Regions from separate parts of the Mus musculus genome. Here all the other regions are linked to region 2. The links are chromatin contacts, called in public Hi-C maps. All regions are on one chromosome and are shown on one strand. The core of a region is the stretch at or near the end of the contact, and the rest is flanking DNA. Distances in the headings are between cores, read along the strand shown. Region 1 overlaps Nrxn3 (neurexin III). Region 2 has its middle 140 kb from the start of 4930473H19Rik. Region 3 overlaps Nrxn3 (neurexin III). Region 4 overlaps Nrxn3 (neurexin III).

The links. A called contact is a pair of places that touch in the nucleus more often than the background predicts.
Region 1: a contact with region 2 is called in a Hi-C map of cerebral cortex, with 2.4 times the contacts expected there. The contact joins two enhancer-like sites. A contact is called at or near these places in 2 of 39 promoter capture datasets (hippocampal neurons and second pharyngeal arch cranial neural crest) and 2 of 484 Hi-C or Micro-C datasets (cerebral cortex and cortical neurons).
Region 3: a Hi-C map of cerebral cortex shows a contact between it and region 2, with 2.8 times the contacts expected there. The contact joins two enhancer-like sites. A contact is called at or near these places in 2 of 484 Hi-C or Micro-C datasets (cerebral cortex and cortical neurons).
Region 4: a contact with region 2 is called in a Hi-C map of cortical neurons, with 2.8 times the contacts expected there. The contact joins two enhancer-like sites. A contact is called at or near these places in 2 of 39 promoter capture datasets (cranial neural crest and hippocampal neurons) and 3 of 484 Hi-C or Micro-C datasets (cerebral cortex and cortical neurons).

The regions. Positions count from the first base shown.
Region 1 is chr12:89,127,256-89,132,297 of GRCm38.p6, reverse strand. The region is part of intron 3 of Nrxn3 (neurexin III); the gene reads right to left. Among named protein-coding and RNA genes, the nearest start is that of Gm40537, 160 kb to the right of the region's middle. Within about 2 kb of position 2,962, at least 41 of the 459 cell types and tissues checked have an H3K27ac peak or open chromatin away from gene starts, as enhancers often do. A contact at or near this core is called in cerebral cortex and cortical neurons, where this site is marked.
Region 2 is chr12:88,577,973-88,583,080 of GRCm38.p6, reverse strand. No RefSeq gene overlaps it. Among named protein-coding and RNA genes, the nearest start is that of 4930473H19Rik, 140 kb to the right of the region's middle. Within about 2 kb of position 2,895, at least 21 of the 459 cell types and tissues checked have an H3K27ac peak or open chromatin away from gene starts, as enhancers often do. A contact at or near this core is called in cerebral cortex and cortical neurons, where this site is marked.
Region 3 is chr12:89,103,347-89,108,429 of GRCm38.p6, reverse strand. All of the region lies in intron 3 of Nrxn3 (neurexin III), which reads right to left. Among named protein-coding and RNA genes, the nearest start is that of Gm40537, 130 kb to the right of the region's middle. Within about 2 kb of position 1,824, at least 31 of the 459 cell types and tissues checked have an H3K27ac peak or open chromatin away from gene starts, as enhancers often do. A contact at or near this core is called in cerebral cortex and cortical neurons, where this site is marked.
Region 4 is chr12:89,379,713-89,385,085 of GRCm38.p6, reverse strand. The region is part of intron 9 of Nrxn3 (neurexin III); the gene reads right to left. Among named protein-coding and RNA genes, the nearest start is that of Gm40537, 410 kb to the right of the region's middle. Within about 2 kb of position 1,630, at least 8 of the 459 cell types and tissues checked have an H3K27ac peak or open chromatin away from gene starts, as enhancers often do. A contact at or near this core is called in cortical neurons, where this site is marked.

The sequences.
Region 1 (5,042 bases), core at 1,713-4,212, 550 kb before region 2:
GCAAAGGGCATCCATGAACTTAAATAATGAGCCATGAATCTCCTTACCTTAGTTTAATAATTCCCAGGGCCATCATTCCTTCGCTGTTTCTTACATGTGACTTCTATAGGTCCCCTAATCTTATAATGTACAGAACACTGATGGCTCAGCAAATTGGTGTTGTCAGAGGCAAAATAATGATAGCTCTGTTTTATTGGTGGTAGAAAGAAGAGTAATAACACATTTATATAGCTCTTTGAAAAAAGCATATATGCATCTATTATTTCATGGAATTGAAGCCATAGCTGGAGGAAGTATTTCCACGCTCATTGTACAGGTAGAATAGTCACAACACAATTAACAAATACCCCTACCAGGTCACAGGGCTGATGCTATATTGCATGCATATGGTTACCCACCACCTCCACCAGTTCCACCCAGGAACTCACATGCTCTGAGATCTAGTCTTGCATCTCCTTTTACTCATAGCAAAAAGATCTTGTGGAACAGTATTCTGATAGGACTGCCAATATCCACTTTTGTGCTCTCAAATTTGTGCTTAGGGATATAGTAAAGTCTAGGACCAAGATCTAAGAAAGAGAGAGCAGCTGAAAGATGTTAGTACGATAGAACTTTAACTCTGAGTTTTCTCAGCTCAGTAGTCTAAAGCTTGAGGGCAAAATAATTGGCTGTGCCATCCTGTGCATCCTCTTTAGGCACTATCTCTGGCTCTCACTTGCTGGCTTTCAGGTGCACCCTGCATCCATTCCCAGTATTGTTGACCGTCTTTCATTTTTTCTCCACAATATCATATAAACTTGTAGCCTATCATAAGATATTAACTCTCAGAACCTCAGTTTCCTAATTATTCAAATGCTAATTTTATCATTTACCATCCTGGTTATCCTAAAGGCAAGTCTAACATGGTACTATATGGTAAAGGTAAAGATCTGGCTAAGGTAAGAATTCAGGGTCACATAGCTGGAGTAATTGGGAAGAAAGGATTTGGGCTTGTGGCAGAAAACCATGGATGCTAACTTTCTTGAAGAATTTGCTTCAGGCCCCCTCTTAGTCCATCTTCCTAGTACGTAATGATGGGCCTCTTCTCGGTACCAGGAGAATCCGTGTGTGCCAGGGAAGCAGAGTATACTCACCTCTGGCGTAGAAAGGATTGTACCAGTCTATCACCAGACTTTGTTTATTGTTAGGTGACAGGGCAGAAATTACCATTTGCTGCTTGGAATATTCACCCTTGGGCTCTCAACTTTATGGCCCTAAAGCTTAATAGACTGAGTGCTCTCCAAGGAGCCCATTGTTGCTCCTTCTACAATTAAAAAAAATTTTTTTTTTCTTTTTTGTTGGTTTTGGAGACAGGATCCCATGTAGCTCAGGCCAGCCTTGAACTTGTTATATGTCTAGAGATAGCATTCAAGTCCTGATCTTTCTACCTTCACCTATCAGATGCAAGGGTTATAGCATCCAACTATACTTTCTCTTGTCCCCAGGCTTTCTGGCTGACTGCTCTTCTTGTTTCAGACTTAATCTGACTCAGGATTTTACTTACACAGCTCCCTCTGCCAGCTGCAATTTCTCCTAAACCATCCCATGACCATCTTATTTGTCACATGGAGGGCTTGGCTAACAAGCTGACCACTTGACCCAAGAAAATCAACCTGTAGTCACCCTCTTTTGCACAGTTCTTTCATTTTTCTGCATAGCTCTCTTATTTTCATACGTATATATTTCTCGGCACATACTAGCTCAGGAGAGCAGGATCAAAGCTCCCTCTAGTCACCTCCTAGAACCATGAGTTGTTTGTTGAATAAGTGGGGGGAAAACGGACTTCTTTGACAATATGGCCCTCATTCTCATGACCTCTGGCACTAGCAGACAGTAGGTGCACATTTACTGTTGACTTAATTGGTATAACTTCTTCTCTCAGCACTAACGATGGTCTCTAGAAGCAGCTAAGCCCCTGAACACTCATCCAGAAAAAACAACTCTGTCTGTGGAGAGTCTTACTAATGAGAGGGTAGTGTAACCCACAATGCCCTTTTGGACTCTTCAATTCTTTGTGCTAAAACCACCAAACACTATGGAATGGGGAGCCTGGGTATGGACTCCTTGCCCAACTATGAAGGTAAATTTGTCCTTGAAGGTAAATTTGTCCTTGGAAGGACTCCTAGGGAGGTGTATGCCATTAAAAGCATTACTCTGAAAACAGTACCTGCCCTCCACACCTGTCTAGACTGTTGCTTATCATGACCAGGGCAGTGAGTGGTCCTATGGCCGAATTCTATATGTTTAAGCTTCCTCTAAAATAGCCAGGCTCAAGAGCAAGGGACAGAAGTGTGGTGCATTTAAAAGATGGAGGGACAGGAAACAGTATTGACAACATAGACCTTGGATATTGTCATTACAAACCAGACCCTGTGAGCCAGACAGCTCTGTTGTGCCTCCAGAAGCCCCCAGAGACCTTGTCCTTCAGACATCTGCAGGCAACTGAAGCTTGTAGGGAGGCACACCCTGGATGCTGGCTCTGCTGTGGCCACATTTAGACTGTACTGCATTACCTCACTAGCAGCCAATCAGCGTCTCCCGAGCCTCAGCACACATGCTCCCCTCTGCCACAGACATTGCCTCATGTCACTCTCTGTCCCTGGAGCCTCTACTGCAGTGACCAAGAACCCACTCTGGGTGGGTGGCACAGGAGAGGTGGGAGTAAAAAGGCTGGATGTCAAAGCCACAGGCAACAGTGGTTTCTCCCTGAAGGCTCTTCTCCATCCCACGGGAGTCCGGCATGCCAGGAATGCGTGCTCTGTTCACCTGCCCCCCCCCACTCAGATACCATGGGTGGGTGGGCAGCAAGAGAGCATAATAGGGCCAAGGAGAGACTGCAGCAGCTTTAGAAGAAATTGAGTGCTGCGTCGCAGTTGGAGCACTGTGTGCACCTGCTGGTGACATCAGTAATCTGTTACACCTCCTCACGCCAGGACCCTCCCTGGAGGCTTGGTGCTGAACAGACAGCGGCCCTCACCCCATAGCCTGTACAGTCCCTGCCCACCCCTTCCAAAGACTAAATTGAAGTCCCTAGCCTCTGGGCTGATAAACTTGAAAAGCTGAAGCTAGTATTTAAGCAACTGAGAGGATCTTTCATGCCCAAAGCATCTGTACATTGTTAAAAAAAAAAGGTGGGTGTTAGCCAGGACCCCAATATCTGCCAACAGAGCTGCCTCTCCCATGGGTTTCAGGGAGCTCCCTTCTTCTGGGAGGCATCCTTGCTCAGTCTAGTGAGAGACTTTGAGAGAAGAGCAGTTTATCTTTACAGGGTCTCGCTTCAGAGAGTTTTCCCTCCAGGTAGAACTAGGAATGTTAATATATCTTTAAATGGAGGAAGGGGTGGCAGTGGACAGGGTGGGAAACCATTATAAATCGTCACAGGGTGTTCAATATTTTACACAAACACAGCTATCTAGCAGCAATAATGGCTCCACAGATGTGCCACGTGCGTGTATTGTTAATAGCTTTCCATGTGCCAGGGAGAAGAGTCTAGCTAGGGAACACAGAGAGAAAATATTAATGAGGGGTGAAATCAGATGACTCAAGACTCCCTCTGTTCAATGCTAATGCATGCAAACAAGATGTAGGGTTATTTCTTGATGACATTTGACTTCAGCCACCCCATGCAGACATTCTCTCCCCCTTTGAGAACTTCAAAAACATCTTATCAGAGCATACAAAGTCCTGCTACCGATCATTATTATGACACATATAGGAGTATTTTATGTGTGGCTAGTCTCTGTCCCTCTCTGCAGACACTGAGCCCAGTGTGTGGTATCCTATACACTTAACAAAAACAAAAATAACAACAAAAACCCATTTACTTGAAAGAACTATGACCCCACTGCACTTAGATCAGATTAATTAACAATTCAATCAAAATTCTATGTTGAAATTGCTGATAAAACTTTTTCTGGACAGAAAAGCAAAGAAAGCTAGTGCCCTCGAGCACACAAAGGAAACTGATTGTGGTATCTACCTTAGACAATCCTGACTACCTCTTAATTTTCAACACTCAGCTAATGAATCGGAGCCAGAAAGACATGTCCTTGTTTATTATAACCATGACAGTTAGAAAGTGACTCTGAGGAGGAGAAGTGACATTTTGAGATGGGAATGGGTTGGGGGGCAGGGTGGGATTAGAACTCAGGAAGCAGAAGTGATCCCACCATATTAGAAAACGCATGATAATGTCTTCCTGAGTCACCTCCCGTCAGACACATGCTATGCTCAGAGTCCAGGCCTCATCTTTATCAAGCCAAAGTCTCGATAGCCACTGGTGCAAAATGAGCCAAGCACTCAGAAAGGGTTAAAAAGAAGGCACTTGCCACAGGCTCCTTCCAGAGCAACGACAATGACTTCTAATGGCGCCATTAGAAAAGCTCCAGCCCCATTTTGCAAAGCTGATTTATTTTCAGCCTATTTTATTTCATTTATTACCTAAAGGATAATGCACACATTTTCAAGACCTGGTTAAAAAAAGAAACCTATTACATAACTGTAATAAGTCTGGCAGCTATTGTTGTAATGAACAAACTGGACATCTTGTCTCCGAGAAACGGATTTGGAGGTCTGTGGCCTAGGCATTTTTTTAGGATATTCAGGCCTTATGTCTTCCTAGATAGGAAGGACAGAAAAACACTAGAGGTTAAAGGTAGGAATCTACATATTCCGAGAGGAATTAGGGAAAACGACTTCTGAAACATCAGAGAACTGGGGATAGGCAGGAGGCTCTGATTGGCTTGTCTTCTTCAATTCTGCTTCAAATGTCATGGAAATCGAATCTGGCATTCATTCTATAGAAGTGGTTCTCAGCCTGTGGGTCACAACTACTTTGGGAGTTGCATAGCAGATATTCCGCATATCACATATTTACATTATGAGTCACAATGGTAGCAACATTACAGTTATGAGGTAGCAACAAAATAATGTTGTGGCTGGGGATTGCCACAGCATGAGGTACGGTATTAAAGGGCCACAACCTTAGGGAGGTTGAGAACCAT
Region 2 (5,108 bases), core at 1,646-4,145:
CTCTGAGTGTACTCAGTGGGCACAAACAAAAAATAGCAGCACATGAAATTGGGCGTGTACAGGGAATGTGGGGATGGAAGTAAAAGGGAGAGAACAGATCAAAACATTCTGTACATGTATGAAATTATCAAGAAATTTAAGAACACTATTCAAACAATTTTTTTGTTTTTGTTTTTTTATTACGTATTTTCCTCAATTACATTTCCAATGCTATCCCAAAAGTCCCCCATACCCTCCCCCCCCCCCATTCCTCTACCCACCCATTCCCATTTTTTGGCCCTGGCGTTCCCCTGTACTGGGGCATATAAAGTTTGCCTGTCCAATGGGCATCTCTTTCCAGTGATGGCCGACTAGGCCATCTTTTGATACATATGCAGCTAGAGTCAAGAGCTCCGGGGTACTGGTTAGTTCATAATGTTGCACCTACAGAGTTGCAGATCTCTTTAGCTCCTTGGATACTTTCTCTAGCTCAAATTCTTCTTTTTACTAAATTTTTTGAGTGAGTGGACTGGAGCCACTGATAGTTGGAGATCCTATCTGAAGATGAAAGCCAAGAACGATGGAAACAAACTTAAAAGAGGCATGGTCCTAGCTGGGTGTGGTTGTACAGGCCTTTAATCCCAGCACTCAGGATGCAGAGGCAGGTGGATCTCTGTGAATTTGAGGCCAGCCTGGTCTACAGAGCAAGTTCCAAGACAGCCTGGGCTGTTACACAGAGTAATCCTGTCTCAAATTTAAAAAAAAAAAAAGTGCAAACAAACAAGCCAAAAAAGAAATGTGTGGTCCTGATGATGATGTCATTTAGATGTCTATAGCCAGTGTCTACTCAGTATCACTTGTAAGCAGAAGAGGCCTGGAGAATTCAGTAGCACTTATCAATATCCAATTTATTCAGTACATGCAGAACGCAGAAAGAACATCAGAAACCATACCAAGAACTGGGCATTCAAACATGAGGTCCTTGCCTTCAAGAAGCTTATAACCTAGCAAAGGAGACAACCATGCAAAGTGGCATCCGCTAAAATAGAGATATTCCCAGAGATCATTTAGGGAAGGAACTGACTACGTATACAATAATGTAAGGAAGTGATGCCCAAGCAGGTTTGATGAATGGTGAGAGGGAGAAAAATGTGTGCTGTGCAAAGACATGAGGAAGCATGGTGTGTTCCAAGGAGAACAGTGACCGGTGAGCAAAGGAAAAATGAGAAGATCATGTACTATCTCCTAGGTAGTGCCTAACAATGTAATTCACAGTCTGCTCACAGCGGGTTGCTGTATCAGTTTCATTTCTCAGTGCTGTGACCAAATGCCTGACAGGAAGCTTGCTTTGGTTCACAGTTCAAGGGTACAGTTCTCAGTTTCATCATGATGAGGAAGTCATAGAAATCAGAGCTTGAGGCAGCTGGTCAGATTGCATATTCAATCAAGAAGCAGAGAGCAATGGATATTGGGGTTTGGTATCTATCTCCCCTATATTCAGTTTGGTACCCGAGACCGTAGCATAACTTACTGACAGGCTGGGTCTTACAACCTCACTCTAGGAAATGTTCACAGACAATGCCTACAGTCACTGTGCCCCCCCCCCCAACACAAACACATAGTGATTCTAAATTCCATTGAGTTGACAACTGACATGAACCATCACAGTTGTCGTTCAAAGACTTTAATCTCTGGAAGAGATATGATGATATTTTGTGTGTGTGTAAAGAATGGATTAGAGGATTGGAAAGATGGTTTAGTTGATAAAGTCCTGGCCATGCAAGCACGAGGAACTGAACCAGGTACTCAGCACCCAACTCAAAAATGGTTGGTAGAAGAGTACATACCTGCAATCCCAGCAGATAGAGATGGGAGGATCCCTGAGGCTTGCTGGCCAGCCAGTGTACCTGAATCGATGAGCTGTGGGTTCAGTGAGAGTCCTTATCTCACAAAATAGGATACAGTGAGTGAAGAAGAGACCTCATGTTGACCTCTGGACTCCATATGTACACATATGCTCACCTGTACCTATGCACATGTATGCTTACATGCACACATATATGCATGGATTAGAATTGGGTCTTCCTACTCCCAGTGATTTAATTAAGCAAAAATCCTTCTCAGGTGTACCCAGACCCCTGGGGTTTGGTTAATTCCAGATGTAGTCAAGATGACAACCAAGAATAGCCATCACATCTTCCCAAACCCAACCTCTGAATACCATCAACATGTGAATTCCCAACACACAGACTCTGGGACATATTCAAACATGAGAGTAAGATTAAGTTCATAGAAGAGATAAGGGCTTCCAAGCAGACTCCACACAAGTAGCTGCATTTGTTTTAAGTACCTCTTAAAAGTTAACATTTCATTAAATGCCTCTCGAGCAAGCAGAAAAGGGCCAGGTTCAGTTGTGACGGGAAATATACAGTGCCTATCTATAGAAGGTCCCATAATGTCATGTGTGGTCTTAGAGGACAAGGAACAATTAAGACAGGTAAGGTGTTTTAGGGAGCCAGTGCAGAGACAAACACGTATATTTTGGAACTAGAGGACATAGATACAGCACTGTGGTGAGGTCAGAGACATGTCCCTCCTTTATGGCCTCTTTCTGGGGAAAACACAGCCAGCTCTCAGATTGTCCTAGAGATGAGGGAAGAGCCGCATGTCCAAGTGAAAGATGAAAGTGATGAAAGTGAGGACTTTGTTCTCTACACCCTCACATTCACGCCACCCTCCCACAAATGATCGCATCTTCTTCCTGAACCTGGATCACTTCCAACATGGTTCTGTTCCTGTGGAGACCCAGGAGAGGGAGCCTCATCCTAGCCGGGCACCTGCTCTGGGTGGAGCCTCCCAGCCTGGTGAGAATGTCTCAACCACTAGGACGAGGCAGGGGTGATATCTGAGTTCTCTGGCAGCCAGCTCCCCTTATCCTCCCTTTCAGAGCTTGCCTCTCAACACCTCCCAGCGGCAAAGGAGGGGCTGTGTCCCTGCTGCTGGAGTTAATTACTGTAATTATACCTGCTCCTTCTTCGGCTCTGGTTCCCTTTGTTCTCAGTTTCCTGCCCGCTCATTTGCAAATCTAATCGCTCTGTGGATTGATTTTGTTGGTTTTTTTTTTTTTCTTTTTTTTTTTTAAATAGAGAATGGGATGGAGAGACAAAGATAGGGAGCAAAAAAAAAAAATGTGGGCGAGAAAAAGAAGGGCTTGGGGAGTGGGCTGGAAAGGAGTATGGAGAAAAGAGCCTAAGGGGAATGGTGGGAAAGAAGCAGGTGGGAGTCTGGAAGGTTCAGGTGACAGAGCACCCCAGCTTTGCCACCAGCCAAGGCATATGAGGCAGAACCGCGGGGAACAACATCCCCAGGGACCTCTGGTCTTTCCACTTCGTCTCCAGCTTCTCCTAGGACAAAGGAAGGGATGGGGTTTAGGAAACACCCTCAAAATGGTTGGGGTATCAGGTCTTTTTACAGCACAACCGAGGTCCTGAGTCCTACCTACAGAATGAGAGAGGCCTCGAGGCCAGGAAGGAAGCAAGGAAGAGAACAGAGAGGTCCTGGAAACTGGACAGAATTCTGCTCATTTGCTTTCTTCCCCTAAAGCAGACCAGGAAATCTTGCAGACCTTCCCCTGTAAAACAGGTCCCCATTCTAAGGGGGACTTCTCTGTAACTAAAGAAAAAGAGTGTCCTTATCTTTTAAGACACAGAAAAACAAAAACAACAACAACAACAAAAACCAGCTGCTGAACAGGCCCACCTCAGTGCCCTGAGCTTGATCACCACTCCATCCTACCCTTTTGTCCTCTCATCTTGAGGCCAATGGCTATTCGTAAAAATACAGTATCCTTAGACCTCCATTTCTGAATGCTTCTGTATTATGGAAAGCTTACATAAAAAATGCATAACTTTTTCTTCTATTCATATGTCCTTGGTTATAGGTACATCAGTTCAGTGGGTTAGGAATTTTACAGGAGCCTGAAACAAGTATCATGGAAAGAGCCCATGCTGCAGCAATACTGGTAGGTATCCTGCTGCCTTGATCTCCCCAGGGATTTGTGAGATCTTTGACTCATCTAGAACTCCTGATCAGACATACTGGTTTGGGTTGAATGAGAAAAGAGATAGAGATTTGAACACAGGGCAATAAGGCAGAAGATGCTCAGTAAGACAGGAGTGGTGAGTCTTTCACCTCTCGCTCAATCCCATCTTCTAGACCCTTGAAAACCACCTGGTCCAGGACTTCACAAATATGTTCTAAGGCACCCTGAGACTTCCTGAAGGACCCCACCCCCCACCCCGCTGGAAGACAGGTGTGATGATGCTCACCTGGAATCCTAGAGCTTGGAAGGCAGAGGCAGGCAGATCTCTGTGAGTTCAAGGCAAACCTATTCTACTGAGTGAGTTCCTCTAGGACTGTTTGTATAGTAAGACCAAGACTCTGTCTCCAAAGTGGGAGGAGCTTCTGGGGAAGGAGATGGGGCAAAGCAAGTGAGCAGACATCCTACATACATGCCAAGATACCATCAATGGCCTTTACTGGGTCCTGCCTAAATGTTTGTTTTAAAAATAATAAAAATGTTAAAAGAAATGAAAGAGGCCCTTCTATTAAAGATTAGAAAACAACTGATCCACTCCAAATCTGTCAAGGGAAACAGATCGAATGGCCTTGTGTCCCATACCACACAACAGTCAGATCACAGGCCTCTTAACTCCCAAGGGAGGGAGATTTCCGCTACCCAGTACCCAGTACTACTTACTGGGAGCACCGGGGGAGAACTGAAGTTCCTGATTCTTCTTGGGTCCTGAGGAAAGAAGGCCAGTGTGCCTGATGTCACCATCTTCCCAGGAGTCCTTGGTGGACCTCTCAATCCTCCATCTGAGGAAGTGATGTGACAGCGATGGGGTTTCCAAAGTTGGTTGCTACTCCATTCCCATACTGTGTTTTTAGCACCTGGCCACCACAGTGCTTAATGACCTCCATGAGGTAGAACTATTTCTTGACACATGAAAGGACTGTATGGCTGCCACTGAGAGCAAGTATAGCAGGCACAATGGTCCTGGCTGTTCACAGCTCCACTGTTAGTCAGCTTCTCTCTCCTGCATAACTGATTAATTCACAAGAAAAGG
Region 3 (5,083 bases), core at 575-3,074, 530 kb before region 2:
ACCCAGAAAGAGTGCTGCATTGCTGAGAAACGTTTTTTTTTTTAATTGTAAATGTAATCATTCCAAGTGTAAGTTCCTCTTAGTCTCACAGTATCTCGAAAAATGACTAGCATAGTTAGAAACACTCCCTTCTGTTCCTCAGCCTTAACACAGTCTTAGCATGCCAGCAGATTCAGTATCATCTTTGGACAGACTTCATGGTTTACAGACGCTACCTGGTTGCTGGGATCTCATAAAGGAGAAGGAACAAGCTAAGCCTTTTCATAATCCTGAGTTATCTACCCTTGTTACCCAATCACCCCTCCATATCCCAAGCCATCTCATCAGTGATCAGGTATCACCATGTTGAAGTTTAGGTGACATAAAGGTCCTAGAAATAAAACTACAAGCCCCACTTCTATGCATGATCCAGCTTCCCTTACTCTCTCTACAGTCTCCACCTCACACCAGAATTTCACCTCAGAACCTTGTCTATGGCTTTCGGGCTTAATTAAAATAAAAAGAACAAAATGTTAGTCCTTCTTTCTTATAAGATAGGAGGATAGTTTAAAACCCAGAAGAAAGGGATACAAAAGGAACCTTGAGGATGGTGGGAGGGACACAGGAGGAGGAACCTTGAGAGGATGATGGAAGGGATGCAGGAGAGTAAGCCTTGAGAGAATTGTGGGAGGGATGCAGGAGGAAAATACTGTAAGAGTGGAGAGAGGCTCGGAATGGGTATTCTGCAGGTTATACAAAGATAACCTGGAACACCTTCCCTAACTACTGGTCCTAGTATTATTCTATACTCATTCCTGAGCCAAAGGGCCTCCAAGCTAATAAAGCTAACAGAAGAAAGACCAGTCAGAACTGACAACATAATGTTCCTACTATGAATAGCAACGATGCTTGCTACCATTACTATTATTCATAATAAAGCTATTTGTGCCCCACTCAATACGAGGTTGAACAAGCCCATTAAGAACAGGAAACCTATTTCCTGACCAGTACTGTTTACACACATCACGAGGAGACACTTGCTGGCTGGGAGAGCCCCATTTGCTCTAACACAGACTTGGCAGAAACCAACGGAATGAAAATAAATCCCTCAAGTAGAATTGCTGTGTGGTCACTGAGGTCATAGATCCTGTCTGGCTGTGCTATATGCTAGTATGAAGAAACAGCAATGACCAAGGTCACCTTGCTGTCATGCTGAAGACAGGGACCCTCCTGAGGTCAGCTGAGCACGATCTAATTTGCATAAACAACTCTTGGGAAAGCTGTGAACTAGTAAGGTAGTTCATTACCTACACTGTTAGTCCTGCTTCCTTCATCTGGCCCTTGTCCTGCTCCCCCCTTGACCACTGAGAAACCCACTCTCTGCAGGGTCCTCTGAACCATAAGACTGTCCAACCCCACCACCCTACTGCCTCCTCAAGATTCCATTTCCCTCTGTCAGTTTCTCTCAAGAAAAGGTTATGCCTAAGTGACTCATTTAACAAAACCAACAGTGATGTTTAAGGGTCCTCAATGGAGGGTCGCAAGATACAATGCCCAAGCCAGTTAAGGAAGAAGACCAAATCACATTCCCCAGGGACATTCCACTCAGACAGAAAATTGAAGGATCCAAGCAATGAATCCATAACAGCTACATTCCAAAGATCTGTGACAAGTTGCGACCACTTTGATACAAGGGGCTTGTGGAACCTCTGCCTTCTCCCCTTGAATGATTCCTATATTTTCAGCAGTGCATGGCTTTGTGCCCTAAGGTTGGTTTCCTAGGATGTACAGCGCTCCACATGTTCGCACCAAGTGAAGCTTTCTTCCCAGCAGAGGGCAGCAGCCGCCAGAGGCTGGAGCACGGTGCAGCCATCTCAGAATGAGAGGACAGAGGCAGAAGGCAGGAGGGTGGGGGCTGGGAGGCAGCAGACCGGGTTTGCCACTTCATCATTTGTTGTCAGCTGTCACCTCTGGTACGATCTGGCTTTCCAGCCACTGCCCCCATAACCTAGTACTTTCTGGCTGGACTGCCTCACCCTGATCTGCCAGTGTGAAAGGCTTTGGGTTATTAATCTGACCCGTGGAGCAAAAGCACATTTAAACCTCTTAGCTTTCCCTTACTCAGCTGCTGACGCCACATGGAAAACTGGAAGAAAAAGAGAAAGACCAGAAAAGATCCAACCTAGCTCTGCTCCCTCCGTCAATCTGCCCAGCTCTTTATGCAAAGATGGGGCTGAGGAGGGTCCACTCAGTGAATGGATAGCCACTACATATCTTATCCTGGGCATCAGCCAAAACCAGCAGCAACATCACACCAGTCAGAAAATCAGGCTTTCAGAGTGTCCTTTTGGGGTCAGCAGGCTTAGCACAGGATGCCAAGATTGCTTTAGACAAATGAAAGCAATCAAGCAAGAAACAGAAAAGAACTACATAGAAGAGAGTTATAGGTGAGTAGATGGTGTTCTGGATGTTGACGCAATAGGATCTGCTGAAATGCATACCCAGGGTCTAATGTTTGTCATGCATCCCACAGCCCATTTTACTTGACTTAATTACTGATGCTGAACTCACTGGTCTATATTTTTTTTTCCTTTCCAGTTTTCTTCTATCTGTAGGTCACAGTTGAGGCCATGGCAAATCCCTGATTTCTCAGTGAGTTTACCAGGATGCCCAGAGTTCTGTTTATACCTCATGGAGAGAACCAATCGCCCACCACCATCATGCCCAGAGTTGCTGGAAACTTCATTATTGGCATGTACATAGTGTTTTATAATATCTGTCCTCTCACATTTTGTATCACAGCAGAACATCATCATGACTCCATAAGATAGTCATTATTAGACCCATTTTGCAGACAAAGAAACCAAGGCACAGAGATTATCACAAATGGATAGTAGTGACAAAACTGGTAGTTTTGTGGTAGTTTCAACAGCTCTATGCTACCACTTTAGAATGCAACCTGACAGTCTAAATCCCTTCACGCTGATCACTAAAAGATTTTGATTGTCCAAGCACTACCTGAGGCAATGCTTAGATGCTTTCAAAACTCTTTCACACTAGGAAAAAGCTCTTCTCAAGTGATCAGTTTTAGGGGCAAGCCAGGGGGAAAGCCTACAGTTCCAAGAAATTCTATAGGAAAATTGAAAATAACTTTATTCAAGATGATATCTGAACTGAGCAGAATAGCAACACAAGGCATGCTCCTTAGTGTTCTACTTGATCACTGAATGTTAACTGAGACTCTGCTATGTTCAAAGGGTCATCTTAGAATTGGAGGGTAGATGAAATGAACACAAGATATCACTTGTACTAGACAGGTTCATACAATCTGTCTAGAATAAAACATACAAAACAATATAAGACAACATATATCAAACACTAAATGAGTACTGTTAATAAGTATCTTAGAACTCCGGCAAGAGGAAATACCAAATATTAGGTTGATCAGAGAAGGCTAATAAAGAATTGGGATGTAATGGGAATTCTGGAAAAGAGATCCAGTAGAAAGATTCTAAATACAGATGTTGGCAGAGACTGGCTCCTCCCACCATCCATATATGCCAAGTACAATGGTAGGCCCATGCATTATTTAGTCAGAGAAGTGCACAAAATCTACACTGAAGACTACACTCCATTGAATGAGGACAATAGGAGGGGAACTAAGGAATGCACTGTAGATTGAAGGACCCCCAAAACCAGGCAAAGCAACTAGAACTCAACCACAAGGAAGAACCAATCACTTCATGAATTTCTCAACCAGCTGTCTCCTAGAGAGGTGGTGGTGCACCATAAAAAGCCTAAGATGTGCCCATGGGGGAAAATAAGGAGAGCTATATACAATAAGTGGGGAGAAAAATAAACACATTCTTCAAACCAGAGAGAGAACCAGGTATTGAGTGGAATAAGAGACCCAGTGTCTGGAGACAAGAGTAGACTTTCTGGAAGTCAGTCAGGAACCTCCAAATGAAGACATGGAGTCTGCTTTTGACAAATGTCACAACTGTCCCTAGCAGGCAAGCACCAGAGTAGGGCAAGCAGAAGGGGTAGAGACCGAGGTTAGCCACTTAAGTCATCCAGTTACTGTCCTCAAAGCCAGACTGGATGTCCTCATCCATGGGTCTTATTAGAAGAAGGGAGCTGATGTTCACAAGGTCTTTTTCTCCCATGAGCATTAAAAATGCTACTGGAATAGTAAATATCACCTCTGGCATATTTGTCCCAAAAGAAAGAAGCGTGATTTGGAATACCTAATTGAAGTGTGCTACAGGAGATAAGGTGCCTTCGAAGACTGACATTTAAAGGTAGGAGACACCATGGAGGACATGAAATATTGCTGTCGCGGCTGCTGCCTCAAAGGTAAAAGTCATTTTCACAGATGGAAATGCCCTGCAGCTCAGCTTCCTCCTCTCAGCTCCTGAGCCCTGGCCCACATAGGTCAGACACACAGGCCTATGGCCACTCTCACTCAGTATTAGCACCTGTCCACAGCCTAGGACCTACAGCTACCCAACTCTGTTAACAGTCTCTCTGTTGGGACTGAGAACACCAAAGGGCAGATGAAAGAGAAGGCACTCACTCTAGTTCTCTTTGCTCTTATGTATTCTTCACAAAATTCTGGGGTCTTATTGCTGGATATGGCAATAATTCTGTGAAGTCAGATGGGCTGGACAGGAAAGGGAAGGAAAATATCTGTCAGTGTATCTTAGTAAGTTCCATTTTATGCTACTGTAGAGGAAACATGGTAAGAGATTAAAGCACATTAACTAGGCTTAATAACTAGCATTAACTGGGATATAGTTACTTCTCAAGGGATGGGCCTAGATAATCCATCCTTGTTGTTAAAAAACAAACAAAACTCTGTGTGTGTATGTGTTCATGTACTTTATATACCTTTCCATGTGTGTTTGCATATGAATTTGTATGTTTGCATATAAATTTGTATATTATTTTATGAATGGGTATGTGCTTATGAATATGCATATAAAGGCCAGAGGTCAACCTCTAAGGTTATTCTTCAGGAAACATCCACTTTGTTTTTTTGAGATAATAACTTGGATTTTCTCCCACTGAGACCTGGGAATCATTGATCATGCTGGACCAGCAG
Region 4 (5,373 bases), core at 381-2,880, 800 kb before region 2:
GGGGTTTTGCATTTAATGATCATGAACTTGGCAATAAGGCTGGCTCCGGATGCTAGTCCACTTTCTACCAGTTCCTAAAGTGTCCCTAACATTAAGCTAGTTGAGCAGTATATGCCTTGACTTTCCAATCTGTAAAGTAGAAAGAACACTACCAATTTCTCAATGTTATTCTAAATTAAATAATCCATGTAACATTGGACACTTGGCAGATAGCAACAAGTTCTTAATATATGTCAGCTGCTGTTAGTGTAATAGCTTAACATGCCTGATTTCAATTCTATATGACAGGCACATTTCCAGGAATGTCTATGCATCAATAGTCTCCAGACATCGAGGAAGTCTGCACAAAGTTGTAAGAATAAATTAATATTTTCCACAGAGGCTGTTAACCTGAAGTCATAGTGTGATTTAGAACAGGTTTTCTGGAGGATTTCTAAATAGAGAGATACTTTAAGTCTTGGTCAATGGAAGGAAATTTAAGAAAGTTAAGCAAGTTAGACTTGACTCCAAAACTCCAGGATATCATCTGAGCAGTGGAGACAAAGGGATGAACAAAAAGACACAGAAGTTTTGCTTTTCTTTTCTTCCCATGGTGAATACTGCATCTGATGCCTAATACCAAGAAGGAATTGTGTTACTCACATCTATCTATATTTCTTTATCTATTACTGCTCAGGTAAACTATGTTTAGCCATCTTGGTCTCCTTACATACATCCCCATCCTTGGGACCTTAGCAAACAACTGGAAAACATGCTGTCCAATATAACACAGATCTGAAATCATAAAGCAAGACTTTGCTATTTAAATATTGGTTTTCTTGAATACTGCTATTTTGCGATCTACTTTGAAAAAGTGGGTCTTCATGAAAGCTGGGAGCTCAAATAACTGGCATATTTTCACACATGACCAAATTAAGAATCAACTTGGAAATGGTCAATCTAAAGGGAGAGTTCCATCTCTAGTTCTGAAGATAGCATGGCTGACATTGAGAGGAAACAGGTTTTCTCAAAATACACTTCCCCTTTCTAAAAGGAATCAGGAACAATGTTATAGGACAGTATTCCTCACTCTTCTCAAGTAAGAAGCATTCTGTAATAGAAAAGGATAGGAATTGGATTGGGAAGTATTTCCACTTGAACACTGGGAAGGATCGAAGAGACCATTATCCATAGCTGGATACAATGTGAAGTGCTTAAGGGAATAATGTCTTTACGGTTTCAAATGTAGTCTTAATTTTATGTGTGTCTGTGTGTAGTGTGCATGTGTGTGATATGTGCACAGAATTGCAGTGCCTGAGAAGGCCAGATAAAATCTGAAGTTACAGGCTGTGTGAGTCCCTTGACAAGAATGCTGGGAACCAAACTCAAGTCCTGTACAGGAGCAGTACCTTGCTCCTAACTGCTGAGCCATCTCTCTGGCCTGAATAAGTATTTTCAAGTAAATAAATAAAGATATCATACATGAAAAGTTTTAATATTAGTAGGAAGCTGGCTGCTATTTTGAACTTAAAGGTGATTTTCTAGAAAGAAAAATTTGAGCATTAAGGCTAGAGATGGAATTCTGTGTAAAACAAGCAAGTCTCTTACACAGGTGGACAGTAGGTGGCGATACAAGTTAAGGAGTAAGTCTTAGCCTAGCCTTAATGAAATCAGACTTCCGAGACAGAGCCTTAGGTGCTCTGCTATTTTGTGGACCCTCCAATGTTCAGTGCAAAAGAAGGGTATTCGGATTTTAGTTGGATCCTGAATTGCAGCAGAGAAGGTGTTAACTCCCACACACTGCAGGAGCCAACCACAAACCTTCCCCAGTTTGAGTCTACTTAATATTCCCTGCCTAACTCTGATGTGGAAACCTTTCCTTCCCACCAATGTAAACCACACATACCTCAATATGTACCCTACATAAAAGGCACTAATTGTGCAGTGGAATGAAACCAAAAATAGAAAGTTGTGAAAAAATTCAAGATAGAGCCCAGAAGACATAGATGATTTAATTTGCCCACCATTTTCCCTTCCCAGGAGCTCTAAATTGCAGCATTCAGTTGCAGCAAAGTTATTATTATTATTAAGCAGCCTATCTGCAAACTGTCCACAGTAGTAGAACATGGTTGTTAAAGTGCACATTGTCAGTCCCAGCACAATGCACTAACTCAGACATATTGAAAATGAAGGCAAAGAAACAAAATATATGTTTCAAGTATTAAAGTGGCACTGGGAAGTAGAATGGAGTTAATTCTTGTGTTCAAGGAAATTAAATGGAATTAAGGGAGTGGTGTCCTCAGGGCAAGATGCCACACAACTAAGCTTATTGTTTATGCATTTGCAGTTGTACCATAGAGAGTTATATCATGTTTGCCATTATTATCACCTGGTTATTGTCTTCATTGAGACATAAAGAGATATGACTGTGTGTCAAAATGAGAAGGGATCGATTGCAATAGCTATTCTCACTTGTCAACTTGACTATATCTGGAATAATGGCAATCCAGAACAGGTATAGATCCTGTTAAAAGGAATTAAAGAAAATCTTAGGTTCCAACATGGTGGCACATGCCTTTAATTCCAGGAGACAGAGGTAAGCAGACCTCTGAGTTCAAGGCGAGCCTGTTATAGAGCAAGTTTCCAGTAAAGAAGAGCTTGGGTTCAGGCATGGTGATATAGGTCTTTAATGCCAGCACTCAGGAGACAGAGCATGCAGATCTTGGATTTCAAGGTCAGCCTAGTCTACAGAGCAAGCTCCAAGAGAGCCAAGTTTAGGCAATGAAGGGAATAACAATAATAATAACAATAACAATAATAATAATAATAATACTCATGAGATTTAATAGAATGAAGAGGCTATGTTCCAGCTCCAGCAAGCAGCAGAACTTGGCAGCTATGGCCATGTGGTTCTGGCTTTAGAATCAAAAATAGAAGGGGTTACTGGGACAATTAATGCTGGTTAGCTGGAGCTAAGAAATTATCCGTGATTAAGAAGAGATCAGCATCATTGAGGTTAAATCTTCTCAGAAGTGTTTTCTGAGAGCAAAATGAAGCTGTGTTCTAGAGATAGGCTTCATGCTAGCAGCGGGTAATCTTTAAGAATTACCCAGGTGGTTCTTCTTTAGAAGGCATGAGGGGGTCATCAAGAGCAGCTGAGACTTGGCACTGTAAGAGGACACTGGTGAAGGTCCAGCCTCAGTTGCAGTTGGTGGCCAAGGAATGAAGGGGCCATGCAAAGAATTTGAGGCTTGGCACCATGAAGAGAGCCTATGAGAGGCTATTGATGAAGGCTAGTTGAAGTGAAAGACTCCAGAAAATTGGTGATGCCAGTACTGTGGAATGATCACCAAGAACAGCAATAGTAGTGAAGTTAGAGCCTAGAGTTCTACAGAGGGTGAGCTGGAGAAGTCATCCAAGCTCTTTAGAGGAGCTCAGAAGATCATGTATGGATCAGACAATGGAACAAGATTCTATGAAGTTAAAGTTCCCTTGGAAATCCCAAAAATGTTACAGATGTCAGAGTTGTGGGATACATCCTAAGAAAAGCCAGTAACAAGGAGTGGAACAAGGCCAAGAGAAAGAATTGTGTTGTAGTCAACAAAGCTGAAAGGAGTTGGTCATCAGACATGGAGATGGAGTTTTGAGCTTGCCCAGCTGGATTTTGGTTTTTCTTTGGTCCAATATTTCCTTACTATGACATTTTGGAATGTGATATATATCCTGTGATGTTAATACTATGTGATCTGCTTTTTTATTTTGATTTTATAGGGGATCATATTTTAAAAATTACAAGAATCTCAGAAAAGATTTTGAATTTAGGACTTTAAAAATATTTTAAGACTTGTGATAGACTATGGGGACTTCTGAAGTTGAATTAAAAACATTTTGCATTATGTTATAGTTAAGTCTATGGGGGCCTGAGAGTGAAATTTGGTGGTTTGAATAGGTTTGGACTCAATGGATTCATGTGTTTCAATGCTTGGCCATAGGGAGTGGCACTGTAAGGAGGTGTGGACTTATTGGAGTATGGATGGCCCTGGAAGAAATGTGTCACTTCTTTAAGGTCTCATATAATCTCTAGCTATATCCAGTGCAGAAGTGAGTCTCCTCCTGGCTGCCTTCTGATCAAGTTGTAGAACTCTCAGCTCCTCTAGATCCAAGTCTGCCTGCATGCTGCCCTGCTTTCCACCATGATGATAATGGACTAAACCTCTGAAACTGTAAGCCATCCCCAATTAAATGTTTGCCTTTAAAAGAGTCACCCTGGTCATTATGTCTCTGCACAGCAACAAGACCCTAAGACAGGCAGGTACAGTTTTGGGTGAAATAGACCCATTTTGAAAGAAAGCTTAAAAGGATTCAGTGTATCATATGTGTCAGAGCAAGGTAGAAGCTTGTCAAATTCTATGGAGCGTTCCTACAGCACTTTGAGAAACAGGCTATATGGAGGCACAGTAGCTGGAAAGAGAGTGGATTATGAAGCCACCAAAAACATGCAATATTATTTCGAAGGGGCAGAATGACTGCAACAAGAATGTGAAGAAAAATATGTTTTCCATGTGACACAGTCTTAAGTAAATTTACCAATGTTACACTTATTTATATTTCAGCAGTAGGCTTAACACTCATGCAGAAGTGGCTTTCTAAGTGTAAAGGTCTTGGATGAGATTAAAGTGTGACTGTAAGTTTTTGACTTCTGTGAAGCTGAGTGAACAAATAGAAGGTTCTACTCATATGTTCAATAAGCTTGAACCACAATCAAAATATGAAAACATTGATGCAAATAAACATTATCTTCTTATTTATCCTTTCTACTATTAAGAAATGATAGGAGAGTTATTTGGTTCTCTGAAGTCTAACTTCTTGAGTTCTTTGTATATATGGATATTAGCCCTCTATCAGATATAGGATTGGTAAAGATCTTTTCCCAATCCATTGGTTGCTGTTTTGTCCTATTGACAGTGTCCTCTTCTTGATTTTCTTGTGTTTTGCGAATTATATCTTGGGTGTTCTATGTTTCTGGGCTAATATCCACTTATCAGTGATTGCATATCTAATGACTTCTTTTGTGATTGGGTAACCTCACTAAGGATGATATCCTCCAGATACATCCATTTGTCCAAGAATTTCATAAATCAATTGTTTTAAATAGCTGATGTGGTCCTATTTGTCAGTTCTTGATCTTAGAGCATAAGCTATTGGTATTCTGTTCAGGAAAATTTCCCCTGTGCCCATGTGCTCAAGGCTCTTCCCAATGGTCTCTTGTATTAGTTTCATTGTATCTGGTTTTATGTGGAGGTCCTTGATCCACTTGGAGTTGAGCTTTGTACAAGAAGAATAGATTGATTTGCATTCTTCTACATGGTAACTGCCAGTTCAGCCAGCACCATT